Linked DNA regions of Sus scrofa: region 1 is linked to region 2. Evidence: chromatin contacts called from public HiChIP or PLAC-seq data. All regions are on one chromosome and are shown on one strand. Each heading gives the region's core, a stretch centred on a gene start, on an enhancer-like site or on the middle of the called end of the contact. The rest is flanking DNA. Distances are from core to core; before and after follow the strand shown.

Region 1 (3,134 bases), core at 148-2,647, 270 kb before region 2:
CAGCCAAAAAGAAAATTTAAATAAAATAAAATAATAAAATAAAATAATGACTTTAGGAGACGTTGTCATTCTGCAATAGTGCTTCTTTCGTCTCTCTTCTCCTTTATTCATTCTTCTGTCTCCCTCCTAAAAGGGAGTGACCTGACCTCCAGCCAACCTCACACTTGACCTTCAGGCATGACCCACGTGGGAGGCTGGGTGTAACGGTGAGAATGCGTTAGGATTATCTTCCTATCAGAAGGACCACATGCTGCTATGTTATCATTTATTTTAGGGGACACAAACACCCCCAAATTATTTAGCCATCAGGAGGCCCTGCAGAACTTCCGTCAGGACAGTCTCCCGGGACATTGACATGTGACAATGAGAGAGCCGGCTTGTCCCATATGTCATTCTTTCCCGTAGAAAGACAGAATTAAATCAGAGAAAGATCATTCAAAGTTGCTCAGCTCACGAATTCCTGTGTCTGAAATGAGGAGCATTTTGGTGCCTTGGTGTCTTGTTCTCCCCTGAACCAGCATCTCCCTGAGAAAGAGGCACACACGCATTGGCCCACAGTCTGGGGCAAACATTCTCCTAACACAGAGTCCATCACCGCTTGGCCTGAGGCTTGCAGGGCACGTTAGTTGCCTGGGTTAAGCGTAGGGTACATTCAAATCCTCACTGTTTTCATGGAATAATCGCTAATGAATATAATCGTGTCCCGATGTAATTTGTTTCATTTGCAAGTTGGCAGGAACAAAGAAGGCAGCTTTCTTTAGAAATGATTCGACCTTGGCTGTGAGGGTGAGGTCATTGTTTTACAATTAAGTCATTCCCCCCCTACAGTTACAATAATAGTGATGGATCCCAGAATCCTGTAGCTGGCTCTTTGGCAAAAGAATGAGATCAAATTTTCAGAGTTTGGGCTGCCTTCCCTGAGTTGAAGGAATAGTTTCCCACACCCGAGGCTGCTGGTGGGGAACGGCCCCCTCATACCACAGGCATGACTCTGTGTCAGGCCTCCGCGGCCAGGCCAGCTCAGGGTGCTCTCCAACTTGGGGCGGAAGCCTTTCCAACAGGATTAAGTGAAAGGCATTTTTAATTTCAGTCCCACGTGGGATTTGTGTCACCTGATCTACGTGAAGAGGGAGAAGAGATCTTCTTCAGAGGAAGAGAAAAAGCGTTAGCCAATGATTTTGTGCTTCCCATCAAAGAAAAAATAGCTTCTTTTTTTCACCGGGGTCAAGAGACGTTATCAGCTTCAGATGTCTAGCCATGGGACTGAATTTCCCATATCATTATTTTTGCCTGCAGAGTCATCCTCTTTTTTTTTAAGTAATGTTTTTATCTCTCTTCCTCTCTCACAAACAAAATATGTCATGGTCTCCACAGACCTATTTTTGGCAAACTCTAGAAAAAAAATCTGTAAAATACTTTCAGCCCATCATAGGGGAAAAATATCCACTGGAACTAACACCATAGATAATCAGTGAAATTCCGCGGCCCCATTAAAGATTGCTTCTATCTGTCGTTGGACTTATGATGAAAAAAACATTTGGAAGAGTCTGGAAGTGGGAATTGAGACTTGTGTCCTCATTCTGGCCACGTTGTTAACTAGTTGTCAGACTTCAGCTACAAGTCTTTGAATGTAGCTGAAGAGGTGATTAAATCCACACGATGACCCCTAACTGTCCAAATGCTTCTGAGTGCACGCGAGCGCACACACATACATAAAGTGCTAAAGTCACACATTGTGCCATTACACCTCCAGAATCTTCCTAAAAGACGAGCTCTGAGATGAAAACTGCTAAGCAAATGGCATCTCCTCCTGCTTTTAAAACTTGAGATTTATGGACACCTTGAACTGTATCTAAGACAGTCATCGGAATATGCCTGTTGTAAAGTCTCAGGATGCATATTTATATTCTCTTATAAATGTTTAAGCAGAGAAATTTGTTTTGGAGGGTATGAGTAAGGTTCTTGCTTTTATCATGGTGATGGTTTCACAGGTCTGTGTGTATGGCCAAATCCATCACACTGCGTATCGTAGATTTGTCCAGGTTGTTTGGTTTATCACTTATACCTCAATAAAGCACATACACATGCGAGTCCAAATGAAGTTAATTGTGGTATAAAGGTTGAAGTAGTGGTTCATTCCTCCCTTTCTTCAAATCGCTAGTCAGTGGTTCTGATGCAATTTGTTGACATGTCCGTCCTTCTGCATAGATTGAATGGCAGCATTAGATCGTGAACATTTCTATTTGTGTTTTATTAATTTCCAGAGACTCTATTCTGTTGTCTGTATTTTTTTTTTTTTTTTTGTCTTTTTACGGCCACACCTGTGGCACATGGAGGTTCCCAGGCTAGGGATCTAATCGGAGCTGTTGCTGCCAGCCTACACCAGAGCCACAGCAACGCGGGATCCGAGCCGCATCTGTGACCTACACCACAGCTCACAGCAATGCTGGATCCTTAACCCACTGAGTGAGGGCAGGGATCGAACCCGCAACCTCATGGTTCCTAGTCGGATTTGTTTCCACGACAGAACTCCTGTTGTCTATATTTACTTGATCATTCTTAGACAGACAATCTTGAACACCAGCTGGCTATCAGAGAAGGAATAAGCTGCAATATCGTACAGCTTCCCAAAGCAGTAAAGCTTCATGGTGCAGAGTGTAGGTTCTAGAGTCACAGGATCAGAGTTCAAGTGCCCCCCACCACCACTTGTTAGCTCTGTGACCTTGGGCAGTTGGCTTTACTTCTTCAAGCCTCCACCTTCTCATTTGTATATGGCATTATTTGCAGTATCTACCTTATAGGATTGTTGTAAGGACTCAAGGAGATAACACATTTATATTAATCAGCCCAGTAATTGACATTAAAAGCATTCAATAGATGTTGGGTATTATTTTTATGAAATGAGAGTTGGGTCAAAAATGACTATCATTAGAACCACATCTGTGGGTTATTCCATCATATGTTACTTATGACTTAAACTTTCATAGAGTTAATAAAACAATCAAGAGTGGCTTTTGTTAATTTCTTGGTCCCTTAGTTGTTTCTAAATATGGAATGTAGTTCTATTCAGGATTAACTATAGTCATCTAGGCTTTTACTATGTATGGTGAGGCCTTGGTTAGTAGTGACAAGTG
Region 2 (2,738 bases), core at 81-2,580:
CAGACAAGAGTCAGGACTGCCCTCGGCACAGTCTAAGGTGGCCTCTTGGGAAGCCTTTGTCATATTTCCCTCCAGACTCCTTAGCAGATGCTGTCTTGCCAGAATCAGGAAGTAGAGCTACATATGTCATGGGCATGTGTGAACCAGCTGGTTCCGAACTTAAATGTCACAAGGAAGTATTGGAATCACCAGTGACAGCACCAAAAATGGACTCTGTAAAATTTCCAGATCACTGTTGCGTCCTTAACTTCCCCAAAGCACCTAAAGACTGTGGGTAGAGAGGGGCCTCCGCACACCACTGTGGACACCTGGGCTAAATGTGAAAGCGTGATCTGCTTTTACAGAGGAGTCCGCTGTTGGGCTGCCCTGCCACCAGGCTGTGCCTCTCGTCTCTGCCCCATCACCTCATCCCTGGAAGTGGAGCATTGACTGTATCCGGAAGAGGTTGCGATTTTTACTTCTGCCAACATCAGCACCCTTGGCCTCCATTAGTTAGAGGTCCTGAGGAAGGAGCAGGAAACGCTCATGATATTCGCACACTGCTTCTGGTCTGGCCGGTATCTGCCAGACCCAGAGACCCTGCTCGTCAACTCCCTTGAAAGATCTGGGAATCTTATTGAGTGAATATGTTTGTGATGCAAGCAATGGAGTAACTTTGGACCGGATATAGGGTTTTGTTTTGTTTTGTTTTTTTTAATAAATTTTTTTGGAGTATAGTTGACTTACAATGTTGTGTTAATTTCAGGTGTTCAGCAAAGTGAATCAATTGGACAGGATATAGTTTTGAATGACTCTCCCTACCACCATCTCCTTGACATCTGAGTCAATCTTATGTTGTATTTCATAGTAGCCATTCTTTTCTCCTTTGTAACCATACTTCCCATCTGTCGGGAAAGTGAGAAACTTCTGGAATGTTAAAGCCCTCTTCCCAATCATCTTTCCCCCCTCTAGAGCAAGCCGCCCTCTCCCTTTATCTCTGACATTTAGCCACACACTGGCATCCCAGTCCCAGTTGGTATATTTAACGCCATCCCACTGTTCCAGGGCACTTGGTATTTTTTCCTTTTCACAATTCAATTGGCAGAGAGCTGCCGTGCTCCAAAGTTTCCTTATAATTAAAGGGACGCAGCCAGTCAGGATCACTACACCCAGAGTTTGACCTACTTCTTTTCTCACATCTGTTCACATAACACATGCAGAAAAGAACTCAATTTTCCTGCCAGCAAGTCCAAACCTTTCCACTGGGCTCTGGAAGTCTTGGCTGGATACCTGGCTCCAGGGAAGGCTTCAAGAGCTGGAATCCTTGAGACGAAATGGAACACTCCATGGGGCTGCTTGCGTGTCCAGGCCCTTAAATGCCCTTGCTGCTTCGAAGTAGGGCCTGCCTTGGTGGCGATGTCTGTCTTGGAGCACCCAGTTCCCTAACTTTTTGTGTTAGGCTTGTCAGATGGGGACCATTTGTCGTTGCCTTTAGAAGCTACGACCCTTTATGGCGTTTCCTCCCCCAGACTTCTCCCTCAGTGATTTAATTACTTAAATGGCATATGTACCAATTAAAAAAAAAAAAATCACTGTCAGCCACATGGCATTCATTGCATCCTGACTATAAAAAGCCAACCAGACTCAACAGGAGGGCCTTTCAGAAGGGGGAACAATTCTAATTCTTTAGCTTCTGAGGATTGCACTTGCAAACTGGGAAGGATAATTATCTTTAGAGGCTAAATATCCTTAAATATAGGAATAATGATGGGCTTAGAGTTTCCAAATGGTATTTTCTAGTAGGTCTGTTAAGGTTTTTGGTCTATGAAGATATTAGGGCGGGGGCGAGGAGAAAACACATCTGAAATCTTTTACCATTAAGCTTGTGTGAAACCGTACACTTGTTCAGTTTGGTTGTTTTCTTTTCTACGTACGTTTAGTTGAGTGGGAGCCAGGTTTATGGCGAGCGAGTGGGTGAGTGTGGGGGGCGGACCGCTGTGGTTGCCCTGAGGGCTAGCTAATTTTTTTGCAGGGCAGGGGGCTTCAAGACAAATCTGAGCTGTGAGAGAGTGCCAAGGTGTGATGACAGGAGACCGTGACCGTGTCTGTGTTGATTCCCTCCAGGCGGGGAGGAACAGGTGTTCGAGAATCCCCCGGTCCCCGACGAAAGGTCCGCCCTTTACTCCGGAGTGCACAAGAAGCCGTTTTTCTTTGATGCCTCTCCTGAGAAACCTCCGGAAGATGAAGCGGACTCTCTCACCCCTTCTCCATCATCCAGCAGCCTGGACACCTGGGGAGCTGGCCGGAAGCTGGTCAAGACCTTCAGCAGAGGAGAGAGCCGGGGGCTGATCAAGCCCCCCAAGAAGATGGGAACGTTCTTCTCCTACCCCGAAGAAGACAAGGCCCAGAAGGTGTCCCGCTCCCTCACCGAGGGGGAGATGAAGAAGGGCCTCGGGTCCCTGAGCCACGGGGTAAGTACCGATGGGGTTTGCTTCTATGACAGCCACCGTCGTCGGCACCACCTGCTGGTGTCCCTGGAGGAGGTTCAGAGCGTCCGGAAGCAGATCCGCTTGAAGAAGACGGACGCTAATTATTCCTGTTCCCGAGCTTTCCTCTGCCAGCGTCCCTCCAGAAAAGGCGTGACCAGCAGCACCTGTGACCTGCAGCTGCTCCGGCCGAAGCCCAAAGGGGGCGGAGGCTGCGGCGGCCCCGGCCGGAGGGGGCGCGGGCGCCCCGCGGTCAGCGAGTTCAATGTCACG

Evidence for each region. HiChIP or PLAC-seq counts read pairs in DNA pulled down with a chosen protein or histone mark.
Region 1: a contact with region 2 is called in an H3K27ac HiChIP or PLAC-seq map of skeletal muscle, with 4 times the contacts expected there. The contact joins two enhancer-like sites. A contact is called at or near these places in 3 of 47 Hi-C or Micro-C datasets (embryonic fibroblasts, epiblast stem cells and heart right ventricle) and 1 of 2 datasets of contacts at active chromatin or transcription factors (skeletal muscle).

The regions. Positions count from the first base shown.
Region 1 is chr1:17,606,339-17,609,472 of Sscrofa11.1, reverse strand. All of the region lies in intron 1 of SASH1 (SAM and SH3 domain-containing protein 1), which reads left to right. Among named protein-coding and RNA genes, the nearest start is that of SASH1, 55 kb to the left of the region's middle. Within about 2 kb of position 1,397, at least 25 of the 83 cell types and tissues checked have an H3K27ac peak or open chromatin away from gene starts, as enhancers often do. A contact at or near this core is called in skeletal muscle, where this site is marked.
Region 2 is chr1:17,341,188-17,343,925 of Sscrofa11.1, reverse strand. It overlaps SASH1 (SAM and SH3 domain-containing protein 1), which reads left to right. Exons shown (of 20, transcript XM_021072061.1): 10 at 2,104-2,738. Among named protein-coding and RNA genes, the nearest start is that of UST, 200 kb to the right of the region's middle. Within about 2 kb of position 1,330, at least 5 of the 83 cell types and tissues checked have an H3K27ac peak or open chromatin away from gene starts, as enhancers often do. A contact at or near this core is called in skeletal muscle, where this site is marked.